Regions from separate parts of the Ovis aries genome. Here region 2 is linked to region 1. A link is a contact called in public Hi-C data. All regions are on one chromosome and are shown on one strand. Each heading gives the region's core, a stretch centred on a gene start, on an enhancer-like site or on the middle of the called end of the contact. The rest is flanking DNA. Distances are from core to core; before and after follow the strand shown.

The links. A called contact is a pair of places that touch in the nucleus more often than the background predicts.
Region 2: a Hi-C map of tail adipose tissue shows a contact between it and region 1, with 4 times the contacts expected there. The contact joins the promoter of ARL6IP4 here to the promoter of PITPNM2 in region 1. A contact is called at or near these places in 5 of 16 Hi-C or Micro-C datasets (blood, hypothalamus, liver and 2 more).

Annotation. Positions count from the first base shown.
Region 1 is chr17:52,429,283-52,436,886 of ARS-UI_Ramb_v3.0, reverse strand. PITPNM2 (phosphatidylinositol transfer protein membrane associated 2) reads right to left here and starts at 3,467. Exons shown (of 28, transcript XM_060401114.1): 1 at 3,092-3,467. It overlaps MPHOSPH9 (M-phase phosphoprotein 9), which reads right to left. Exons shown (of 22, transcript XM_060401124.1): 22 at 4,888-7,604.
Region 2 is chr17:52,591,761-52,599,364 of ARS-UI_Ramb_v3.0, reverse strand. It overlaps ARL6IP4 (ADP ribosylation factor like GTPase 6 interacting protein 4), which reads left to right and starts at 4,631. Exons shown (of 6, transcript XM_027956445.3): 1 at 4,631-4,762; 2 at 5,130-5,303; 3 at 5,737-6,021; 4 at 6,105-6,222; 5 at 6,625-6,694; 6 at 6,773-7,066. The coding sequence starts at 5,141. The coding sequence ends at 6,829. OGFOD2 (2-oxoglutarate and iron dependent oxygenase domain containing 2) reads left to right here. Exons shown (of 5, transcript XM_060401131.1): 2 at 465-521; 3 at 2,230-2,357; 4 at 2,611-2,868; 5 at 2,942-3,933. The coding sequence starts at 2,319. The coding sequence ends at 3,205.

The sequences.
Region 1 (7,604 bases), core at 2,218-4,717:
TTAAGAATCTGCCTGCCAGTGCAGGGGACACGGGTTCAATCCCTGGTCCAGGAGGATCCCACATGCCTTGGAGCAACTAAGCCCGTGCGCCAAAACTACTGAGCCTACGTGCAGCAACTACTGAAGTGCGAAAGCCCTAGAGCCTGTGCTCGGCAACAAGAGAAGCCACTGCCACAGACGGCAACTAGGGAGCAGCCCCCACTCACCACAACTAGAAAGAAGTCCACGTAGCAACGAAGACCCAGGACAGCCAAAAATAAAATAAATAATTTTTTAAACCTTCATTTTAAAAACAAATAAATACCACTTTAATAAATAACTACATCGGTGTCCATTGGCAGGGGGTCCTGGTGGGCAGGTTTCGGGAGGGCTGTCCACAAGGCTGAGAAGGGGTGGGGAAGGGGCCTAGAAGCATGTGACTGCTCACTCAGGATGGCTCACCTTTCCTGCCCATGGCTGAGGACACAGGCATGAGATCACTGGCCTTCCGCAACAGAGCGTACACACCCCCACCCTCTACTCCACTGTCTTTTCCAAAAGCAGCCAGGCAGAGATCTCGAAGCACCAGAAGTTTCCCCTTCTAATCTCTACAGATGAACGGCATCGTTCTCCATGGCTGGCTCTTCTCAGAGACTAAGCTAGAAAGCCTGAACGGGATGGGATGGTGAGGAGAACATCTGCCTGCTTTCATTTCATTTATGTATTTTTTTCTTTGGCTGCACCTCACGGCTTGCAGAACATCCTCAATCAGGGATCGAACCCGAGCCCCCTGCTGTGGAAACACAGTCTTGAGCGCTGGACTGCCAGGGAGGTCCCCATCTGCCTGGTTTTAAAACAGGCCTCTAGATAGGAAGGAAGGCAAAATTGGGTCCCTGTGAGAGAGAATGTACAGTCAACTGGAACAAGGGCTCTTAGCTTCTCACCTTTATCCCATAGACCTTTTCCCTAGAGCCTCCCATGTGCCAGGCACGGGAGAGGCAGAGAAATGAGATTTAGGGCCAACCCCTGCTCCCCTAGGAGCTCAGCCTAGCAGGGAGTCACAGGATAACATTCAACTGCCATTCAACTGCCATTCTTCCTGGTAAGTTGAATTAGCATGGGGCACAAAGGTGGAGGTGATGGACTCCACCTGGGAAGGCCAGTGAAGACAAGCCTGGATCTCCGTAATGAACAGTCAAAAAGGCAGAGGATGCAGGGCCCAGATCCTATAGGGCCTCATAGAAGGAGAGGAATTTTCTTTCAGATTCCATAAGAAAGGACCAACCAAGATCAAGAGAAACCTGGTAACTTAGTTACAGACGTTATGGGAGGGCCAGGCCTGGAACCTTGAATCCCAGTCTGGTTCTCTACTGCCTCCCATGCCCGACGAATGCGGAAGGCCAAAGAGAGAAGTCCATTCTACACCCAGGGCCCAGAGAGCCCACAGTCTGTGCCTGGACATCCTCATAGCAGAGCATGTATTGTCCTAGTCATTTGGCAAGTCACTCTCAACAAGAAAAACAGCCCTTCCTAACTCATGGTGTTTCTCTCTGCAAAGGAAGAGGGCTGGGAGTCTCTTCTAATTGCCAGCGTAGAATTTAACAGGGACAGTCCAGGAGTCAGATAAGGTAGGGTTCCAGAGCTAAAGCTAAAGATAGAGTCCCCCGGGGTGGGGACTTCTACTCCATCCAGACACTAATGCTGACAGTACCCAGGATGCAGGACCAGGGATGAATCAAACCCCACCTCCATCCTCCAGGAGCTGACAATCCAGCAGGGGAGATAAGCCAGACACAAAAGTAACTATAAAATAAGGCAGGTGGTGATAAGAGTCACACAAGAGACCCAGATAAGGTGCAATGGGAGTTCAGAGCAGAGATGAGTCACACTAGGGGCTTGGCCATGGGGAAGACTCAAATGAAGGGGAGCATTCCCTTCAGAAAGGAGGGAGGGGTCTAGCCGGCCACCCCAACAGCTCCCCTATGGGAACTGGGGAGAGAGCTAGCAGTGGTTGGAGAAAGATGCTCAAAGGAGGTCCCCTCTGAAGAACTCTGATTCTAGAGGGGAGGAGGTGGGCAGGCCTGAGGCTTTCTGCCCTACCCCATATTTAAGAGGTAGGGACAGGAATGTAGGATGAGGAATCTAGGATTTATGTAGAGGGCAGCAAATGCGTTGAAAGGGGATAGAGCCAGAAGATTTGCCTTGAAATGACATTTGCCTAGCAAACACACTCTATTTACTCAGAACGTCCATCGGAGGTTTCCCTAAGAGAGAATTAGCTGCACGTTATGGGGGATGGGGGACTCAAGAGTTTTGTCCTCCCCAAGTCACCCAGCGGCCCTGCACGCCCCCGGCCCCCTACCCCATAAGAAAAGCTGAGAGGGATAGGAAGGCAGATGGCTGCTCAGACACAGAGCTGGCACCGCAGGTTTTACAACAGGAAAGGGCGACTCACAGGATGGAGATTGGCTAGATTTTTCCTCCAGCGAGGGGGACACCTGGGAGCACTTCTTCCAAGTCCTGGCCCCCTCTCTCTGAGGGCCACACCCCACGCTTAGGCCCCGGGTACCCACCCAGGCAGGCCAGGGCTGGAGGAGGAGAGAAGCACAGAGGGCTGGCCGGAGGGCTGTGGCCACCACTTCCTCCCGACCCCTCGGTCAGGAGCGCGGGCCGGCCGGGGCAGGCCCAGCACCGCACACACACCTGCCCCTGCGCCGCCGTGACACTTGTCACTGGGGGAGGGGAGCCCTCCGCGCCCCAGCCGGAACCGACGGAAATTCGGAATTAGCATTGGGCCCCTCACCCCCCGAATCCGGAGGGCCCGTGCTTGGGGTAGGGGCGTCGGAGGCGGATTTCCTCAGCCCCGGTCCCGGCGCGCCACACCCTCCTCCCAGCGCGGGGCTGGGGGCCCGGGTCTCCCACTTTTCCGCGCACCGACCAGGAGGGCGGGCCGGGGCCTCCGGGAGCCGCCGCCTGCCCGGCCGGTGAGGGGGGGGGTCCCCGCCCCGAGCCCGCCCCCGCCCCCGAGCCCGCCCCCACCCCGGGGTTCGCTGCGGCCCTGAGGAGGGGGCCCAGCCGCGCCGCCTTCCGGCCGGGCAGCCGAGACACTCACCCCGCTCTGCACGGCGCTGCTCCGTCCTCTTCGGCCGCGCTGGGCCGCCGCCGCCTCACGCGGCCCGGGAGACTCCGGCCCGGTGGCCCCGGCCCGGCCGGCTGCGCCCCGCGGCTCCACGCGCCGCCGCCGCCGCCAGCTGGCCCCGGGCGAGCGGCCGGGCTCCCGCGGGCATGCTCCCCGACCGTCGGCGGGCGGGCGGCGAGCGGGCGCACGTGCGGGCCGCCTCGGGTCTGGGCGCTCGGAGCGGGGGCCGCGGGCGGGGATGGAGGCGGCGGCCGGCGGGGCGCGGGGCCGGGCGCGCCCGCGGACCGGCCTGACAGCTCTACACGGCGGCGCCGCCGTGCCCCGCGCGCCCCAGCGGCCGCTGCTGCCCGTGCGCGCCGGGCCCGCCTCGCATTCCCTCACTCGGCGGTGGGCCTGCGCCTCCGTCAGGCCACGCGCGGAGCCGCCCGCCGCCTCCGCCCGCCCGCCCGCCGCGAGGGCCAGCCTCCGCCGGGAGAAACCCCGACAAACTTGGCCCGGCTCGGGCGTCAGGTCTGCGCTCGCCCGGGCGACCCCGGGAAAGGCCTGGAGGTCACTTCCATGAGGGGAGGCCCCGGCCCACGACCTCTTGGCCCTTTTAATACTGTGAGCCTCACTTGCCAGGAAACACTCTCCCCCACCACCACCACCCCAACACTACCAGGGGAAAGGAATGAGCAGATTTACAGAAAAGGGGGAAAAAAAAAAAAGGAAAAATTGAGTCCTTTGGGAGTAAGATAACAAAATCAAGGGGAACGAGCAGCGGAACACTAAGGAAGGCATTTGGAATGTGTGGGCAAACCAAAGGTAGTCAATGGAAGTCCAGACCTTGACACCTGGTGCTTTTATCCGTTACCAACCCGATTTGCAGAAATAGAGGCAACCAGGAGTTCTCTCCTCAGAACACCAAATATGGTCTGGACCAAAAAATGAAAATGCTCTTTGGCAATCAGAAGGCGTGGCAGTCATAGTAGCCAGAGGGTAAGATCTAGCCCCTGACCTCAAGAAGGAACTGGCAGAGGATCAGAAATAGCTTCATCTTGATATTCCGACCAGACTGGACACTCCAGTTGGACCAAGAGGGTACTGAGTGCTATTTAAATCATGAAGTATATATTTAGATTAAGCAAGGATGGCTTTATAAAGATTTGAAGTAACTGAATTAAACAGGGCACACCCCAAACCTAGGAGTAGTTTACTTATCACCAAGTATCACTTTCTCAGGTTGAAAGGAGGCAGGGAGCCTTCCCCTTGGGAGGGCAAGTGTAAGGTGAAGTTAAAAGCAGCCCAAGATGAGTTCAGATCAAGTCAGAGAGGAACAACCCAGACCAAAGGCCGTCCAATCTCCTTGGACACTGAATGGGCCAACTCCTTCCCTCCACCAAGAGGCACCCTAAGACCCAGTAAAGGTTTCCAGCCCCAGCTGCTGTTCTGAGTAGGCCAGGGATTGAGTCATCGTCTATCTCCTACACAGGTGTCCTCCTTGCCTGAGGATCTGTGGAAGCCAAACTGGGTGACAGGTCCTTTCACTGCTACTTCTGCCTTGACCTTTACTTTTTTGATAAAGGTAAAAAAAAAAAAAGTTTTCAGAGCATATAGATTTCTGGAGTGAGGCTCTCTGCCTGTAGGCCAGTCAGAACAGAGGCCCTGGACAGCTGCCCTTGTAACCCTGCGGTACCTGCTCCCAAACCAGTAACTCAGAGGACTTAACACCATTAAAAACCAGAGCCCACAACTGGCCAGCAGGAATAAACACACTGATAGCACAGATGTTTGTATCCACAAATATTTATTCAGTGCCTATATGCAAAGAGATGGTCCCTGCTCTTGCAGAGCTTACAAATTTCATCACTCTAGCATCTGACTTGATTTAAAAACTGCAACAAGGACTGGTCTTTAATGTCAGCAGCACTACAGGAAGCAGATTTCTTACTGTATTGGTCATGGTTACAGTGAAATTGTGAATAAAATATTATCTTTGAAGTCTGTAGTCACAGCAATGACATGGCATATAATGTCCAGCAAATGCAAAGTTATGGCTTGATTCCTCCTATTTGAGAGGAGTCTATTGAAATAGAACACAAATCAGAAAGGGAAAGCCTAGTAACACAGGTCCTAAGAATACTGGTGTAGTTTATTATTAAACTGCCACAGAACTCTTGGCAAGGTGGGAAATTATTGCCTGCAAAATTGGTACAGTATAATTCATTTAATCAGACCTGCAAATTTCATAACCATGTACAATCACTTGTGATGGGTAAATACGATTTACCTTTGATTCCTAAAGGGCTTTAGATATGTATCGATATTTATTTTCTAAAGCTTCTTAAAGACTCACAGCACAAGTGGCACATAAAAATTTACTGAAAACTGCTTTTGAGATACCTAAAAATCAAAATGACAGAAATGTCTAACTTCTCAGAATTCAAATAGCATTCAGCCAAGCACCTGGCTTTTCCAAGTTAAAAAAAGAAACAAATTCTGGTTGCTTATCCAACTCCAAAAGCAAATCATAAACTTCATGTTAACTTTCAAACATTCAGTGGCATCCTCTTCCTTTATGTGGTCCTGCTTCACAGGCCAGCAATTTTAGAAGTCTAATTATGGAACATTCAAAGGAGCAATTATTTTTATTACATTGGCAATACTTTTTTTTAGCAAAACAGCTTATATCAAACAACCCCCAAATCACATTTAAGATTGCAGAGTATCTGAACTTACTACAGAGCTCATCAATTACTCATGGAAAAAACAAACAAACAAACCACCAGAGGGAAGCTCATTTAAACCCTAAGAAAGCTCATTTTTTGCAAAAAGATGGAGAGAACATCTTTGACCACCTAACGTATGTCAACCAGCCCAAGGCAGTTTTTAAGTCAATTGCTAGGGACATGGTCTACTTTTCTAAGAAAGCACTGAAATCACTACTTCAAAAGCCTATTTAATAACTCAGAATGAATCTGAAATATACTACTGATTGAAAACTTAAGAGACACCAGGCACTTTGCATATAATCTCCCACAACGGAAGGAAGCTTCTTATCTTTACATGGAGGAAAGCCTGAGCAGGGTGTGATCCAGGTCTGGCTCACCTGTCCCCTGTCCAGCTCCTACAGTCCTAGTGTGGATTAGTAGCTATATCCACTTGGCACCTTCAAGCAATCAAGCACATTCCTCCCTCAGGCGGTTCAGTGAAAGGAAGGCGGCAGGTCTGGGTGACAGGAGAGCAGTAACTCTATTTGAATTTTAAATGGCACTTCCTAGAAGTGGAAGATTCACTTAGTAAAAAAACCTAACTGCAGCCAGCATCTAAAGTATAGTTCACCTCCCTGGGATATAACAGTTGCTTTTTAAGGTTGTCACCTTTCCAGCTTTTAGGCTGTTTTTAAATAGAGTAGTTGTACGTTAAGCATTACTAAAAGGAAAGACAGTTGGAAGGATTTTCCTTGGTGTCCCTCTTCACAGGTATGGAGAGAAAAGAATTTTTTAAAAATTTCTGAAGTGACTGATACTTTCAGTTTATGACATGTCACAAATCAAATCACATGTTTCCTGAGAGGCACAGAAGACACTTTAATGGGGCTTAAATACTGGGATATGACTACTAAGAAGATAACTCCCTGGTAAGATAAAACTCTCATCTCTTCTGAAAGGGCAATTTCCTATTCTTTGGGATATAACAGACTTTACAATAAAAGCAGGGAACAATGAAACAGGCTAACAATTTTCAAGTGAGTTTTTAATGTCACGTATAGGACCATACTAAAGGGAGCATCACCTGTAAAGTCAATCCCTTTAAGTTTTGACACAGCTATACTGGAGATTGATTAAAATGAATGTTTTCTTCACTAGAACTAGGAGATTAAAAAGAAAGAAAGAAAGAAAAAAGACTAGAAAAAAATACTGGGAGTAAGGCACTTGATTCTGATGAGTAACTGATTAGCCAGAGGTCTTCAACAGGTTGCAGGAGGTGGGAGCAAAGGTTTGATTCACGGACAGGAAGGAACAGGAGAGGCAGCTGTCAGTGGGTTCCCCTTGCTGAGAACCCTCCACAACACTGAGCAGGGAGCCTGAGGAGGGAGCCAGGCCTGGAGCTCAGGCAGAGGAAGCTTTGGTGAAGGGTGCTCAAAGATTCTCTGAGATCCTGCTCAAAGGCATACATAGACCCTAGTGGAATATCGGGTGGCTTGGCTCACCAAAACTACATGCTATTAAGAGCCACAGGGAGGAGGAGAAAAAGCTCAAAAGTAAACCAAACTTTAAAACCTGAATCAGTGGGAATTAGTGTTGAAAGTGTGGAATGAGTCTTGTTTATCAACACATACTGAGCTTGAGTGGGTACTGGGTTCTGACTGGCCACCAAAAAAATGAGCAGCTGAGGAGCCCAGACCTTGACCAGCAGTCAGGACCTCTACCTGCCATACTTCTGGTCAGATCACAGCCTCTTGCCTACGTGGAAATTCTGAGAGCAGGAGGCACTACCAAGGCAG
Region 2 (7,604 bases), core at 3,382-5,881, 160 kb before region 1:
GCGCTTCCGGAGCGAACAGCAGCTGCGCCAGGACTACGAGCCCGTGAGTGGCCTCTATTGGCTCTGCGGGAAAACGAGCTGGGAGCGGTGGTGGAGGAGGGACCTCAGTCCCCGGGGTCGTTTACTTTGCCTTTGGCCCACTCAGATCGGACGAGAAGATTGACTTAACCTCTAGCTGCCTCTCTTATTTTCCACCTCAAATGGCGATCATGGTATCGCTTTAGTGAGACTGTCGTTAGAAATCAGTGAATGAACTACATGTAAAGTGCTCAGGGCAGGGCCTGGCTGAGTACTCTGTTATTAACAAGAGCCGCTGCTGTGTGCTTAACATGCTAATCACATTTCATTTTTATGATCCTGTGATCGGATCATCTTCATTTCAAGGTGGAGAAGCTGAGGCTCAGAGACCTTAAGAGACTTGCCCCAGGTCACACCATCATGCTTACTGGTTTTTCTGCTCTCAGATCCTGCGCAGCAGAGGCTGTGTCAGCCCTAAAGACTTCCAGCAGCTGTTGGGAGAGGTAACACACCCCACCCTCCACCGCCTCCTCTGCACCCAGCCCGGCCCTTCCTGTTTAGATTTGGGTCAGCAGCTTGAGGGGTCTCCCGGCCTCAGGTCTGCCAGTGTCTGATCCCAGAAGGGCTCCTTTGACCTCCCCTTACCTCCTTCCTGTCCCTACTTACCACAGCACCTGGGTGCCGGCACCAGGAAAAGAGAAAGCAGGGAAAATGCCAAGTTGTCTGCTTTGTGCTCTTTTGAGATGAGAAACTTGCACTGAAGGGGAGGAGTCACCTACTCAAGGTTTCACACCAGGTGCCACCTGGCTCCTGACTCTTCATTCTCCCCTCCACACCACTTCTGCCACTGCTGCTCGTCTCCCATGGTGGGGTGGTGTTAAGTGTCGAGAAGCTTCCTAGGACAGCCATCTGCAGCCTCTGGAACACAAGACTTAACCAGGACTCTGTTTCTCCTCCTTGGTTGGGCCTAGCTGGTGAAGGTGCAGCGATAGGTCTCAATCCAGCCAAACTGGTGCAGCCCTCAGTGGGATGGGCCCCCTTCTGGAAGGAATCCCCTTCAACTAACGGTGTAACACCTGCCATTTACCCTGGCATAGTCAGGAACATAGGAAGACTGGGCTTCCAGCTCTGGCCTTTCCTTGAGCTTCCTGAGCCTGTTTCCTCATCTGTACGATGGCCTTGGGAGGGATGGGAGGCCCCATTCTGGTAACCAGGCCCTGTGTCACCCCAGCTTGAGCAGGAGGTGGAGCGGCGGCGGCGGCTGGGGCCGGAGTCGGCTGCCAGGAAAGCCCTCATTGCCAGCTCCTACCGCCCAGCACGGCCAGAGGTCTACAACTTGCTGCAGGTACCTGGCAGGGGGCAGGTTACTGGAAGGAGGTGGAGGCATCCGGGCCTGGGGGCTGTCTGCCCCATGGCTGGTGTGTTCTGCCCCCAGGAGGCCACTTTGGCCCCCGAATTTCTGGCTGCAGCTGAATACAGTGCATCGTCAGGCGCAGACCTTAAGGGCCTTCTTCAGCGGGTGGAGACAGTGTCAGGTGAGGTCTTGGCCTGCTACTGGGCAGGACTGGGGGTGGCAGACGGGGGTCCCTTCACCCACCATATCTGCCTCTAAAAGTGAAACCAGCAGGAGTGAGAAGAGGGCTAGGATGGCACTGTCAGGAGGAGGGCATCTGTATTCACTCACTTGCACATGCATCCACCACAGGGATCAGTGATTCCGTGCTATGCACCAGGCACAAGCCAGCCTCAGACTGCGGTGACTGAAGACGTTAATGAGGGGATGGTTGAGACAAGTGTGGGCTCGGGTCAGCAAGGGATGGTGAGAGACCTGCCCCAGGGTTAGCAGGGGGGGTGGGAATGGGGAGCAGTTCCCCATCCTGAGACCTGAAGGACAGGGCAAGAGTGAAGTCTCCCAAACCTGCCAGGACCTGGAGCTGGCGGGGAGGGGTGGCCAGCCAGGATGCACATCTGAATTTGGGGGTCAGACCTCAGGGCAGGGTGAGGATCTAGGGATGAGTGGTGCGGAGGGGTCCAAGAATAGGGCACCCTTGCCGCACACGTTATGTCATTTGATCATCACAAGAGCCCATTTAATCATCACAAGGTGAGTACTCACGTCATCCCCATTCTACAGATGAGGAGACTGAGGCGGGGGGGAAGGGAAAAGGTTAGATCCCGGCTAACCAACCATTGCTCCCTCTCCCTCCACAGAGGAGAAGCGAATTTACCGGCTGCCGGTGTTCACAGCGCCCTTCTGCCAGGCCCTGCTGGAGGAGCTGGAGCACTTCGAGCAGTCAGACATGCCCAAGGGAAGACCCAACACCATGAACAACTATGGGGTGGGTGAGGCTCCACCCCGCCAGCACAAGGAGGCAGGGACCTCCGTCTGGGGAGACGTGTTCCCAGCGCAGACCTCCTCCAAGCCTTGGTCTCACCATCTGTAAGATGAAATCAGGCAGTATTATTATGAAGTTAAGCAGGTTGATGATGTCTGCACAGCACTCAGCACTGTCCTTAGTGAGGGACTCCCCCAGGGACCCAGGGACAGGCCCTACAAGCTTCCCTGCTAATTCTGAGCTCCCCCACCCCCAGGTGTTGCTACATGAGCTAGGCCTGGATGAACCGCTGGTAACACCACTGCGGGAGCGCTTCCTCCAGCCGCTGATGGCCCTGCTGTATCCAGACTGTGGCGGGGGCTGGCTAGACAGCCACCGGGCCTTTGTGGTCAAATACGCACCCGGCCAAGACCGTGAGCTAGGCTGCCACTACGATAATGCCGAGCTCACCCTCAATGTGTCCCTGGGCAAGGCCTTCACAGGGGGTGCCCTCTACTTCGGGGATCTCTTCCAGGTTAGTGTGTGTAACCCGTGGGGCTGGGCCAGAGCCACTGTGAGTACCCAGGCCTGAGTTCCACTGTCCACAGGTGCCTTCAACCCTGGCCAAGCCCTTGGAGGTGGAGCACGTGGTGGGCCAGGGCCTCCTGCACCGTGGGGGCCAGCTGCACGGGGCCCGGCCCCTGGGCACCGGTGAGCGCTGGAACCTGGTCGTCTGGCTCCGGGCCTCAGCCGTGCGCAACCGCCTCTGCCCTATGTGCTGCCGCAAGCCTGACCTGGTGGACGACGAGGGCTTCGGTGATGGCTTCACCCGCGAGGAGCCCGCCACAGTGGATGTGTGTGCCCTAACTTGAGCTTGGCCAGGGCCAGTGTGGCGGGCAAGGACAGAAATAAACACCCTGCAGCCCTCAGCACTTCTTGATTCAAGAGGACACACAGGCTTCTGGGTCATTCTTTCAGCAGACAGGCTGGCTTAGGTCAGGCTTGTAGACCAGAGCCTGAGACAGGAATTCCTGTGCATGTGGTTTAAGGAGGGAGTGCTCCAGGGAGGAGCAGGACAGGGCAGGAAGGAGCTGGATCAGGATGGTTTGACACAGCATCCAGTTTCAGCCCAATCCCACAGGGCTCTCTGGAGCATGAATTGAAGCACAGTTTGCCCCCAACAGCAGTTATTGGCTATGGGGTGTTTCAGGGTATGGAGTGGGTGAGTAACTTCCCAAACATCCACCTCCAGGGCAGCATGGTTCCCAGTGGCCAAGGAAATCTTCCAGAGCAGGGTAAAGGTGTGGGGTGTCAGCAGCAGACACCATGGCTAAGGTCGAGTGCACATGTCTTCTAAGGGGATTTGGGTGGGTCACCTCCATCTTCTGGATGGTATGGAGGGGTTACTGCAGAAAGATTAGAAGCAGGAACTTGGAGCCAGACTGCCTGGATTCAAATTCTGATTCAGCCACTTCCAGTTGTAACTGGGTAAGCCACCTGCCTCTCTCTGCCTTAGTCTTTTTTCCTGGAAAGTACCGATGTCCTAGAGCTGTTTTGAGGATCAAATGACTTCCCATTTATAAAGCAATTTACAACAGTCCTCTGGGTTTGCTGCTGTCATTACTATCAAAGAGTTTGCAACTCGGTGGCCCCAAGACTGGAGGAGGCATGCAGCGATGCTATGTTTGGGAGAGTTTTCCATGTTGAAATCTTGAGTTTGGACTCCCCTGGCAAAGTGGGAAGATCTGGAAATATCCGGCCCCAGTCCACACTGCAGAAAACAGGGAGACCAGACTCTCGAGGCCTGTGGTACACTCCCTCACAGGGGTCCCTCATAGGTTGCTGTGAACTTTCTGGTTTCTATGGACGTCTGAGTTTGTGACCTCTGTATTACTGAATGCAGACATCGGAAAGACCAAGGTTCTGGAGCTCACGGCCTGCTGGTGTGGACATGTCCGCAGAAAATCCACAGTGGCCTCCTCCCCTGGGCTTCACAGGGACTGGGGCTGCTGCGGGCCGACCGAATAGGCTAAAGATGGGAGAGGGCATAGCTGCGGCAAAGGGCTTGTGAGCTCTGGGACTGGCACCAGGCTGGCGAGCAGGTCTCTCGTCCGGGAGCTCCCCCTAGAGGCGGAAGCCTGGAGCCCCAGCTCGCCTCTCTGGGAGGTGAGCGCGCCAGACTCGGTTTCTTGGGCTGCCCCACAGACGGAACCTGGGGCTTCAGAACTAAAGGCAGCAGCGCCTCGCTTCGCGGCCGGACAGCCTCCCAGTGCACCGCCCTGGGCCGGAAGTCACCCAGCCGTTGCTTCCTCACTCGAAGGCGTGGTGCAGGGTTGGCGGTCCCGCCGGATGGGCGGTTGAAGAGGGAGCAGAGCAACCCCGGGGACTTTCTTTGAGGCGGCAAGGCCGCGGAGGGCGCGGGGTGAAGGGTAGGCGCACGTGGAAAGGGAAGAGGAACGCACCTGGCATCTGAGGAGCGCGGCCGTTCCTAGAGGCGCCTGAGCTGCGCGCGCAGCCGTGAAGCGTCCGCGTGGGGGCGGACCCTTAAAGGGGCCGCAGCGGAGGAGCCGGGAGTCCGCGGAGAACTTGGGTTACCCGGGGTTGGGGGCGGGTGAGGATCGCAAGGTTGCTCCAACTCCCCCTCAACAACGCTGCCCCGGGTAGTGATGGGTGCCAGGCCGCAGAAGACCAGGCCGAATCTGGTCGACTCGGCCAGAGTAGAGCCTCCCTGGGAACCCAGTCTGCGGGCCGGCCCCGTGATCGATCCCGAGTTTAAGTGTGCCTTCGTGTGTGCAGTTCGCGGCGCTATGGCTCACGTCGGCTCCCGCAAGCGCTCTAGGAGTCGCAGCCGTTCCCGGGGGCGAGGGTCGGAAAAGAAAAGGAAGAAGAGCAGTAAGGACGCCCGGAGGAGCTGCTCGGCTTCGAGATCCCAAAGCCGCAAGGCCAGCATCACCTCCTCTGGGGCTGAGGGTGAGGACCAGAGGGAATGGGAAAGGGATGAGGGAACTTCAGGGAGGAAGTTGCAGGCAGTCGGGAGGGCTTCTCCAGACTGACTTTTGGAAAATCGCAGGGAGCACTATTCAGAGGGACACAAGAGTGTCCTCGCTATCTGGAATGAAAGACGCTCAGAATCCTCAGAATCCAGGGGCTGGGCCAACCCATTGAATACGGAGTGAAGCGAGCACTTTATCATAATTTTGGTGTAGCAGGGCCTAAGATGTGGGTGCTGGCCACCTTGCTCCTGGGCAGACAGTGTGCGGCGTCGAGAAAGTGCCTCTCCACAGCGTGCTGAAGCCCTGCCAGGAGGTAGTCAGCCTGAGCCTGCTATAGGCCAGAGCAAGGGGACGAAGGTTTACTTCTTCCCCTCCTGGCCTTCCAGCCTCACCTTCTCCCTGCATCACAGAGAGAAGCAAGCACAAGGCCCGGAGGAGACCACGATCCAGCTCCTCCTCCTCTTCTTCCAGTTCTTCTAGCTCCTCTTCCTCTTCGTCCTCCTCCTCTTCCTCCAGCGATGGCCGGAAGAAGCGGGGGAAGCACAAGGACAAGAAGAGGAAGAAGAAGAAGAAAAGGAAGAAGAAGCTGAAGAAGAGAGGCAAGGAGAAGGCCAGAATGCAGCAGGCTGAGGCTCTGCCCGGACCCTCGCTGGACCAGTGGCACAGAGCAGCCAAGGAGGAAGAGGATGGCCCAGGTACTGCGCTGCCCGCTGTGCAGGGCGGGGAGGGTCCTCTCCCTGAGGCTCTGCCACCGCCTCCCTGCCATCTTACCTTCCAGTCCTGACGGACGAGCAGAAGTCCCGCATCCAGGCCATGAAGCCCATGACCAAGGAGGAGTGGGATGCCCGGCAGAGCGTCATCCGCAAGGTGGTGGACCCGGAGACAGGACGCACCAGGTGGGGCACGCTGGCCCCAGACTGCACTCTCAGGAGGAGGGATGGGGGCTGCTGCTGCTCTAAACAGGCTGACGACCAGGGGAAAAGTCCCTTGTTGATGAGACTTCTCAGGCCATTGCTCCCTATTGGCTGAAGTAGGCAATTGCAGGGGCTGGAAAGGCCTTGAGGGAGGGTCTTCAAAGAGCCACAGCTGGCCTGTCTGATGGCAGAGCTACCCTCTGTCCTCATCTCTGTGGCAAGGGAGGGAGGTGAGGAGGGAGGAGTGGGAGTGGCCAGCAGGGTGTGGCAGCCTGCTCAAGGAGGTGGTGGGGCCTGGGCCTGGCACCCCTCTGCCGGGTGCTTCTGGTTCTGGTGCTCTGGCCTCTCAGTTAAGAGGCTCAGCCTGCCCACTCCCATCCCCAGGCTCATTAAGGGAGACGGCGAGGTCTTAGAAGAAATCGTCACCAAGGAACGACAGAGAGAGATCAATAAGGTGGGTGTCGCCCCCTTACCCAGGCCCACCCCCAGCTCTTCTTCTGACCTATCCCCTCCTGTGTGCTTTCTTCCCCAGCAAGCCACCCGAGGGGACGGCCTGGCCTTCCAGATGAGAGCAGGGCTCCTGCCCTGAGGCCCCCGTGGCCCCCATCCAAGGCCTGCTACACATGGTGTTGGCACGACCTGGAGGCTGGCCTCAGGGTGGACAGTGGGGAGCCCGCTGGGTGTTCTTTCTCCTGCAGACCAGCCTCTGGCCCAGCCTCCTCTGCAATGCAGGGAGTGGAGGTCGGGGGTCACTGGCCAAGTCAGCTCCCCCATCTCCCGAAAGAGCGCACCTTCCCAGATATTAAATGTTCCCTGGTTGGAGACATCTTCTGTGTTGTTGCTTTTTGTGCTGAGGGGGAGGGAAGGAGGCAACCCGACTTCAGGGCAAAGATAAGGACTCTGGGAGCTTTGGTGGGGGGCACACACCAGCTACTCTTGCGGTCCTCACCCTCAGGTCAGCCGGCCTGGACCAGAGCCCCACTCCACCCCAGCTGAATCCCAAACCCTCGGCTCTTAAGCTGATTTCCTCAGGCCTGGAGGGAGGCTGCTACCCTTGCTGTTAACTCTGCAGATAAGAGAGTCCTGCTGGCCTGGGAGGAGTCCTGGCCCAGCTCACAGGCTGTGTCCTCTGTGAGGCAGAGGCTGACAGCACCCATTTTCATCACTGGATTGCTGTGAGGACAGAGTGAGTTCATACCCAGGAAGGGGCTAGAAGGAAGCCCAGCAGAGAGAAGGCCCATGGGAGTGTGTTGGTATTGTGAGCACAGCTGACACTGTGTCCTGGGAAGGACTGCCTTTACCTCCTAGGGCAGGCTGCACCCCCCACCCAGCCCCCACCCCCAGTGCTCTGGTGGCCGGCGCAG